2 separate regions of the Gasterosteus aculeatus genome follow, and region 2 is linked to region 1. Evidence: chromatin contacts called from public Hi-C data. All regions are on one chromosome and are shown on one strand. The core of a region is the stretch at or near the end of the contact, and the rest is flanking DNA. Distances in the headings are between cores, read along the strand shown.

Region 1 (5,123 bases), core at 1,702-4,201:
CTGATATCACGGTACTAAAGCGTTTGTTTGCTGCCATTCACCTTTTAGAGACATTGATCAAATATCTGGAGGGTCTTTATGTTGAAGCAGATCCTGTTTTCTTTTTTTCTAAAAAAAAAACGAAAATATATACACAATTATTTTCAACACAAAATATTTTTTTTTCTCAAATAATTTCCAGTAAGTGACACCATATAGATTACGGAATTGTACCACATCTGTACAAAAAATGAAATTGTTATAAACCAATTTAATCCCGCCATACTTTTCTGGCTTTTTTATTTGTTGCTGCATTGCAATTATAGTGTGAGGCTCGAAAGTTTCTGGTCACTTTGCTAACCTTCATTTAATTTGAAATGATGTGCAAATATGAAGACTGTCATTGTGCGAGGAAAGTATGCCACTCATCAGGGCAGATAAATCAGAAACAGCTTAAGGAAAAGTTTCCTTCACTCATTTCCCATGGCCTTATTTCAGAGAAGCTCCACACGTTTGCCTGACTGTTCTTAAATGTTGAGTTTAAAGGGGTAAAAAAAGGGAAAACTGCCACACTGTGAGGAGCTTTGTGGCCTTGAGAGCAGCTTCGCCCTCTTCAAACCAGTCACAGCCGGAGCAAGATTAATGTTTTGCACATGGATGATTGGCAGCTATTTATTTGAAAACCAATTCCTATGAGCTATTTGAGCACATGACTATGAGGTCCTGAAATATTTTGGAAATCTGTCTGTGTTTAATTAGGCACTTAATATAAACACTGTCGATGACACACTGAAGTGCCTGCAAAATAGAAAATAGAAAATTACCACAAACTGATGTGAGGTCAACAGTAAAAACGCAGAATTTCAATACCGTGCACTTTTTCCAAATTGTGGACATCATTGAACTAAAATGAGCTTCTAAAAACGAGGTGTCCCGTCCTTACCTCCTCATTCGTGCATGTGCACTAATGTAGCAGCAGAGGGGGCTGTGTAACTACTTAACTCGGGTTTGTGAAAGATGAAATGCTAAGCCGGGGAGGCTGGCATGGTGAACCTCCCTGATGACGAAGATTATGTCGATGATGACTAGAAACCAGAAATGACGTGCTGCCATCAGTCATCGAGTACTTGTTGTACTAGTTCTATACTACTACCTCTAAGGGGCTAATATTTGACTCCAAAGTCGAGATGAAAGTTTTGAGATAACAGTCCGGATATTCAGAGGTTTCTCCTTGTTGATTGTGCGAAGAAACTAAATCTATTTTTTAACTACTTTGCAAATGTTGATTTAAGATTAATAGCCTTTTCCAAAATGATGACATATTGTGATGAGATCAACTTGTCTTGTTTGGAAATTCTCCAGCAGTAGCCGGACTACCATGTGGACTAATGTTGTCATTAATGTGAGCTAGCTGCAACAATAATTATAATCAAATAATAAACTGCAATGTATAATGCTATAATTCATTTTCAAATGGAGTATTTTACATAATTACTATTTTTACTTCATGCATACTTTAAGGAGTCAATATTTTGATGCTACACCTTAACTTCTCTGCTATATTTAAGACTCAACACCTCTCATGGGGATCGTTGAGCCGGCAGCTGGCAGCTAACAGTGCTACAGAGTTTACCTGGGGGTCGGGACCTCTATTCCTCTGCGATGATCAGGGAGCAGTGCGGAGCATGAGCGGGGCTTACATCCACCAGCATGCATTAAGGCAGTCAGCTCGGCTATACAAGCAAAGAAACACACACACACACACGGTGACATTATTTTTTGCTCAGCAAGCACACTCCATTCTATCTCTACATTGCAAGTGTTGAGTATTAAAATATAATCCTGCGCGCTTACGCTATAGAATGAAATTACACTTGAACTATAAATGCATAGTAATAATGGCTGAAGGCCGCTTAAAGGCCTGATTGCACAAACAACAAGTATTTCAAGTCACATGTTGTTGTAACATGTTGCAAAAAGATGCACGCACTATTTGGATCAAATGCCGTTCAACAGGAACCACCTGTTCCCCATTCTAAGAATAACATGTCCCTACCTAACTGCGCCCAGCGCTCATATGCAAATCATCATGCACTCATCTTGCAAACATCCTGATATGTAGAACTCATGAACAACGGGAGGCGTGTTGATCCGAGAGCCTAGATGGATGGACATCCCTGTGCTCCAATGGGGCTCTCCGAGGGTTCTAAGCAGGAGCCGCCTCCATCTTAATAACCAATCAAAAATGCTCTTAGAGACTATATAATTCGAGCGCATTTTGTATTAAGCGCATTTTTTTCATGTTCTCGTTAAACTGCCTGAAATTGGTCCGTGCACGTCAAACAGCAGGACAGAAGACTCTTGTTGCAAATAAACTTTGTCATATTGCTTTGATTTAAGTCTCCAGTCTAGTTCTTGTTTTGCTCACACGACACAAGTCATTTTTGATACAAAATAAATGTTCTGAATATCAAGACCCTTTATGCATTTTGGATGCAGCACTATAAGCAGACTTCTTTTACTTTTAGCCAAAGCCAAAAGTAAAAGATCTCACAAGATCCATCCAGCCTGCACTTCCACCCAATGACCACTGCGGGGCACGAGTGGGTCGCACGCCTACATTTAACAGCAGCATTTGGTCAAAGGCTATATGGCTATGGTACAAATCAAGTTACTTTCTCTTCACCGTTGATTTAATATCAATAAAATCAACGTAATTCTTCAAATGATATTTACATATGATGATTTCTCGATTTCTATTTGCTATTTGTAGTTGGTGCGAGCTATTATTTCAGGGGGGAAATAGCATGAACGGAGTTCAGGTGTGACAAATGCTAAGACGTATTAATAAAGGACATGCAGCCACGGCTGGGTATCACACACTCGGCTGCGGGTTGCTGGTTGAGTTCCCTGCAGGCCAGGGTTCCCTCTTTACACACACACATAGGGTCGACGGCAGGGCCCACTGGTCAGTCGGACCCAGCGGCGGGCCTCACAGGGACGGTGCGCGCTGCCTCTGACCGGACAACACATGCAAATCCCAGAAGAAAGAGACCCCGGGAACACTCAGGACTCAGGTGAGAAACGGCGGCTTCTCGCGGATCATCAAGGGCTCATCAGTTTGCTGTTTGTTTGTTTTCCCTCCGCTTGAATTAATATCACTTCTGAAAGAGTTCGATTAATTCGTCTGGCAAAGGATAAAGATGAGATGAAAAAGATAACTTGTATCTCTTTTATTGTGTTTTATTATTATTACTTGAACTGGCTCTCGTGGACGGCGTGTTTTTTTTCTGCCGCATTATGTTATTTTACAGCTTTACCAGAATTCCTTCTGTAGATAAATAGATTAAGAAAATATTTTCGTTTAAAATATATTGGCAGAATTTAAAGAATGTGCAGGGAAATTGGCTAAACGTATTTACATTTTGTTGAATACCTCAAATTAAATCATTTAAAATGTAAGCGTAAACCATATTATAGGTTGGTGTTGCTGTGCACGAATAAACAGAACAACCTTGGCTTAATTTACATAAAAGGTGCAAATAAAACCCACATATTAAAATAGTTCTGATTCATAATTTTTCAATAATTTCATACAATCAATCAAAACCGGTATTTTTCAACAAAAATTTCTACAACAAAAGCAACAAAGATTCTAGCAAATAAATACATAAATTAAACAATTTAAACACAAACCTTTAATTAGAGGTTTTCGCAGACATTTTATGAGTTTTTGATATTAAACTATTAACATATACATTATAGAATATTAATGTAGATTCTCTTTATTTTTACAGACACAATAGCCGATCCCTTAATCGCCTCCATCTTCGTAATGTTGTTAAACGATCGTTTCCATCAGGCTGGGAAAACATTGGTGTTGTCTTTAGGTTTTCCACATAACGGAACATCGTTTTCTGGAAGCCACTTGGTGTGTGGGGAGGGCATTGAGGGGGGGGGGGGGGGGGGGGGGTGTTTGTTTGTTGTGAATGACATTTGGAAGGTCTTCATCTCGAGAAAAAAAAAATCCCACCTCTGTCTCAGCAGCCGCTCGCACCCAGGGGCCCTTTTCTCACCCATCTCGACCAAATGATCTTCATTTAACCTTTAATTAGTTTCAACCCCCCCCCCCCCCCCCCCCCCCCCCCCCCACACCTCCCACCGGCGCTGTCGGGAGGCAGCCTCCCTCTTTCATGTCGGTCTGTTTGCACAGAGGCTCCGCAGCAGCTGATGCGAGTCCCTCACAGACTGCAGTCCGATGAGCCTTGGCTCATTTGGCGATAGTAATCGCCGACGCGTTTGGTCTAATTACCGGCTGAGGTATCGAAAACGGCCTCTAACCGTTTCATTTAGAAAAAGGGCCTAAAATAGGGCCTACATGCCTGAGACAGATTTAACAGAGATACTTGTGGGTGTCTGTTTAGGTCAGTCTTGGGAGCTTTTCATCTCCCATTTTACGCATGAGTTTTGCTATAGTAAGAAGAAAGTTTTAAAGCTCGTATCCTCACAATAGCTCATTATTCTGGTTTCCAAAACAGACTAATGCGATTAATTGTATGACTAATATACGATATATTAATACAAAAAAACAAATTGAGTAATTAAGGGGGGTTTCTCTGTAAGGCACACCCTTAACAGCATTTAACAACTCCATGAAGTTATGAGTAGAGCGGGATGAAGGAGGGAGGGGGCGGAGGAGGAGGAGGAAGGGTGTAGTAACTTTTGTCGCCCATACCGCTTTTCCACAGGTTCATTTCGTCCTCCAATTGGATGATGGAGCACGCTTTCGGGGAGGAGCAGCGTAGAGCAGCCAAAAGGGAGGAAAAATTTAACGAGTAGAAAAAACACGGTTCCTAGCCGTGTGGACTCATGCGCCTCCAGTCTTACTTTTAGGCTTCTCGCTTTCCCAAATGTCCTCGGCGGCAGCGTTCGCTCTGTCCGCTTCGCCGTGGTGAGTTGTGGCTTAAAAAAAAGGAACTTCTAGACGATACAGGAAGAAGAGAAACCAGAAACAGATTGGGAGCACGCGACGAACTTACGAGGGTTTCTGGAGGGGACGCTTTTTGGGGAGGTTTTACGCATAGCGCAGGATGCAGGCGCGCTACTCCGTCTCCAGCCCCAACTCTCTGGGAGTTGTACCGTAC
Region 2 (5,123 bases), core at 821-3,320, 46 kb after region 1:
TCTTTGGATAACAAAACTACTCCATGAAATGATGTTGCCTTAAACCGTATTTCCTGTGACAATCGCCCATAACAACAGAACAACACAAAAGTCACATGCTGCTCAAATTGGACCTGCAGAGACGTTCAGTCTCAGGCCCGGTGACTAAGTCTCACCATGCGTTATGAACCACTGCAGATAAACCCGGTTTGTAAAAAAACAAATGAACCTCACTACAGCAGAATGAGGACCAGCAGCCTTTCAACAGGCAGTCAGGGGAGGGGGGAGGGGGGGGGGGGGGTGGGAGGGGGTACATGTTAAGTGAATTAAAAGCAGTGAAATGAGCTGACATTCCAGGACTTTTCCTTTTCCAACATATTTGATGTGACTTTACTCAGTCGTGTTTGACTGCAGTCTCTTTCCTCATATAAGGACAGAGCTTGTTCATTTCTGTGTCCGCCTGCATCCCACAATCCCTGATGGTCTCACAGTGAGTCAGTAAAGGGCAGGGGTGGATTTGGCAGGAGTACGAGCCAGACGAGACCGGGACAAATTGGGCTGGAGCAGGACGGGCCAAACCGGCCCCGGCTCGGAGCGGCCCGGCTCCCAACAGCCCAAACAAGACCGCTGTTCCAACTTTACACTGAGCACACATGTAAGCAAGAGCCTCCAGCATCAAGTGTGGGTTTACATGGACACACACACGGGAGTGACACGCTAGTACGCACAGCTAACTTTCCCAGGCTCCACCTCAGGGAACACTCATCATCCAAATGGCTGCTATGGAGCTGTGATTTTTAGCAGAACCGTTTTTTTTCCCCCTCCTGTTACTGAGCCCCCTATTTTTAGAGATGGCTGAAATTATTAGCCCCCCCCTCGCCCACACACACACACACCCTCCTCCTCCTCCTCCTCTCTGCTGTTGCGTTTCGACCAAGAGAAGTCACAGACTGCAGCGTGTTTCCTTGTCAGACAGCCTGTCTGGACGGGCAGTGGAGGACAGACGAGGCTATATTTACAGTCGGATGTCGTCCCGTCCTGTTCACACAGAGACGTGCTGCTGCTGCTGCAGCAGCAGCCACGGTTGACGCAGAGATGACCGCAGCCCCGCGCGGTCAAATTCCCTTCTGACGCTGTTCCGCTGGCCGGGCCTCGCGGCGGTCTTTGACCTCGGGGGATGAAGTGGTTCGAGCTGTCTGGACACGTTACGCTCGTAGTGACTGAAGAAATCGATTTGACGCAGTACGGTAAATCTGGGCCGCGTCCGGAGGAAGGACGAGTTAAAAAGGAACAGGCGAGCGTTTGAAGACCCAATAGAAACACAATATCAGGCCGACAGTGGGGTTCAGCGAGGCTCACTATTAACACAATCTTGTTTGATTAATCTGTAAACCAGCGTTATTAGAATTTATGGTTCGAGTCGAACGCTGGAAGCGTTTCTTGGCAGCTATGAGCTGTAGCTTTCCACAGCGTGGTCTGGTGTCATCATATCTGCACAGAGAGCTACAACGAAGGCTCTGTTCACCAGCCGGGTCCTCAGAGCCGGGCGGACGTACGGATTCCTCTGTTGACTTCAATTTCCATCCATTCTAAGTCAACAAGCTACGGAAACACTTAAGCGCGCAATTACTTTTCAAACTTTATGGGTGGGACCTTTAGCATTTCCATCATTCCTATCAGCACATAAGACTTTTGGGGGGGTGAACTCATTTGGTGACCTTAAATAAATCCAATCCCACGGCAAGCATCTGAACTGAAAATGTAGATTTAGCTGCTTCACGGAAAGTTGATTTTTTTTGGTCTTCATTACAATAGCAGGTTTAGGGGGGCAGTGAAACAAACAGAAAGGATCTTTGCAACAAAAAAATCTGGGCTTTGTTAAAACGGTATTTAATCTGTTCATGAACACCTCTTTCATTACTTTGTGACGTCTCGGAGAGCGAGCGGCCACTGAGTCATCTTGTTGTATTTTCCATGACTTGTGTCTTCAATTCCGGCATGTTTTCATCAGACATCTTGGCTTCCCTCAACACGTTGCCGTTGCTGCCGAGGAAAACGTCGCTGGATGTTTTTTTGGCTGAGACTCACACACACACACACACACACACACACCCACACAGAGGCTCTGAGTTCACAACAACACGCTGAACCACGCCAGTGCCTCGCATTGGCAACAAGGAAACATTCTGATCACGCTAAAAAAACAAGTTCCCTTGCCCAACTGCGGCTAAAATACAAACCATCAATTTTAGCCTGCACCCGTCCCTTTGATACTATCAGCGTGTTTGTACATCTAAACATAACTGCATGCACGGGGGAAGTCCACAAACTCACACGCACGCTTGAACCGGACTGTGACCTCCGGCTGCATGAACAGTGAGTCCTCATTAAACAATCTTTCCATGTTTTCACCAGAGGAAGGGAATTGCTCTCATAAAGACCGTCATTCACTATTTAACGTTAAAAGGGACACTGCGGCCCTGGAAAGACTTTGCTCCCGCGTGCGCGCGCCTAAACGCACCAGCGCGCACACAGCAGCCCGGGCTCAGCGCCACGTTACGCGGAGCGGGCTGCTGAGCTCTTGGAGCTCGGCGATAGCGTCATTTTTACACCGTGAGAACACCAGAAACACATTTCTCAAAGGAGCCCTCTCATTGGCGCGGGCATGAAGGGGGGGGGGGTTAGAAGTTAAGTTAAATATAGTAGCTATGCCAATATGTCATAGTTATGAATAGGTGGCATACAGGGGCTAAAGAGGACAGGAAAGGCTTATTTTATTTTATAATGGTCTCTGGTCTTTACTTAGCAGCATAATCCCACATGCATGTGGACACACACAGGAGGGGGTATCAATAGCAGGGGGGATGAGTGATGCAGGGCCAGAGAAACACTATTTATTTGGCCCTCTTTGAACAGGCAGGAAGGAAAACAAACATCAGCAGGAGGAGAGAGACATTAACGCTGCGTCTGGACTTACTGGACCCCGGATTTTAATCAAATCTCTCTCGGCGCGCACCACAAACAGCCTGCAGAACGGAGGCTCACAGGACGCCTGGAGGCGGGAAACTCTCTGCAGCGCGATGCAGTTGAGGCAGAGTCAGTGCGGAGGTCGTATTTTATTGATCACAGCGCAGTATTTGGGGTAGCATGATCAACTCTGCATCCATCCTGTCTGCTCCATCTCTGAAATCGAGCCGCACTGTGTGAAAGGTGGAGATTACACCATACACAACACAGGAAGAAAATTTTACGCAAGTTTTATTATCAGTGACATTGTGATGAGATTGGCTGCAACAGTGAGTCTGATAGCAGGAGACAGATGATGGGAGTTGAAATATTTATAGCCTTCCTTGAAAACTGAAAACAGATAACGCTATGGGAAACAGGAATCAGAGACCAGATGAAAAGATGAGGGATGTTTGTTTGTGGAAGCAAAGAGATAAAAGGGAAGAGAGACGAGACGGAGATTCATTCAAAGGAAGTAAAAAATAAAAATAATAATAAGTGAGAATCCAGAAGCAGAGAACACAGTGAGGGCACAATGCAGAAGTGTCAGTCCGTGCTTTCTCCGTGAAGTGAATTTCCAGACTTCCTTAATGCGTTAGATTTGAACTCTGACCCAGTGACACATGACCTCCAGGCTGAAACCAGGTTCAGCACTAGAGGAAGACTCCGCTTACACTGTAAAGGCTCATAAACGCTCCGCTGCAGTTCTCCTGTCACTCAGACCAATGGCTGCATTCCTCTCCAGTGTGTGTGTGTGTGCGCGCGCGCAGTGATCTCATATGAGATGCTCTCACCCTGTTTACTGTTGCCACGGTCCCCTGCGGCTGCTACACGGCTTACAAATTGGACAATCAAGAGCAGGTGTGTGTGTGTGTTTTCGTTAACAGTTAAAGCAGCCCGGTTCGACTCTCTGGTGGAACTACAGCCTCTCCCCTTCCTGCAACACAGCCCCCGGTGCAGGTGGGAGGAGAGGGACTCCTCCCTGGTGAAAGCCGGCTGCACACAGACGCCAGGCCTGTAAACTTTAACTGTGTTTTGTCACATATTTAAGAACGCTGTTAGTGTATTTATGGATGTGCACGGCCCTCAGACGGCCTTCCGCGGGCTGCCGTCCGAGGGCCACGTTGGATTGATTAGGAAGTCTTGGAGAGGCTTCGAGCCGACCGGCGGTTTGGAGGGCAGATCTCATCCGTGTGTGCATCACCTTTTCTCCTTTGTCTTCCGCTGTTCTGACTTTAATCCTATTGTCGACATTTTGATGGGAATAATGAGTTTCCCACTGCGATACCCTGCCCAGGTTACTTTGTCTGTCTGAGCCAAAGTCTAAAAGTCTGCCTGCAAAGTCTGTTGCATTTTTAGGTCTTGTGAATGTTTTATGTAATGCAATGATGTATATAAGTCTCCAATATTCATTTTTTACTATTACGCAGCAAGACTGGAAAACCAGTTTATTTTTAGTAGTAAACCAGCAATGAAAGGAGACTACATTTTACCACGATAATAATCCCTCTCCGACATTAGCTCGAGCTTCAGCTGCCCCCACTCAATCACGCCGTATGACCCCCACTATGCCGTCATTAAAGGAAAACACTAAAGGGCAGAGAAGGTTCAAAAACAACCTATTTGACCAGGATCGTCCAAAATCAACGGCGTCTGACGAGCGGCTTGCCTTGTCCCCACACGCTGGGACAACACTGATACGGTACAGGGTCACAGCGAGAGGGGGACAGTGGGGCTGTGAGATGGGGACAGCTGGGAAACTGCGCATTCATCATTTTCACAAAACATGAGGTGAGCACAACATAATATTTTAGAAGCAGATAAAATCCCGTTCCATCCTCCAGCCTCCTTATCTCCCTTTTGGGTGACTATTGACTCATTAACGTTATCTGCCCAGCGCAGCAGGAGCCACGGCATGCACTCGCCATTTCCTCAAACACACAGGTACACACACACGCTTCCTGTGGGAGTTTATTCTCAAACCAGCTATCTGTGATCAGCTGCCGTACGCTGGTGCTCCCAGCGGCTCCCGTGGCGTCATTGAAACGTTGCGGCTCCGATACAGAAATCAGAAAAACAACGAGGGCCGCGGCGATCTGAAAACACGAGAGGAGCTGGGTGAAAAAGTGGGTGACAGG

Evidence for each region. Hi-C and Micro-C count contacts between places; a contact is called where the count stands out from the background.
Region 2: a contact with region 1 is called in a Hi-C map of tail fin, with 1.7 times the contacts expected there. The contact joins the enhancer-like site here to the promoter of LOC120823868 in region 1. A contact is called at or near these places in 2 of 6 Hi-C or Micro-C datasets (skeletal muscle and tail fin).

The regions. Positions count from the first base shown.
Region 1 is chr8:6,434,102-6,439,224 of fGasAcu3.hap1.1, forward strand. It overlaps LOC120823868 (forkhead box C1-A), which reads left to right and starts at 2,952. Exons shown (of 2, transcript XM_040184299.2): 1 at 2,952-3,056; 2 at 4,728-5,123. The coding sequence starts at 5,070.
Region 2 is chr8:6,480,556-6,485,678 of fGasAcu3.hap1.1, forward strand. The region is part of intron 7 of gmds (GDP-mannose 4,6-dehydratase); the gene reads right to left. Among protein-coding and RNA genes, the nearest start is that of LOC120823868, 46 kb to the left of the region's middle. Within about 2 kb of position 2,071, at least 5 of the 9 cell types and tissues checked have open chromatin away from gene starts, as enhancers often do.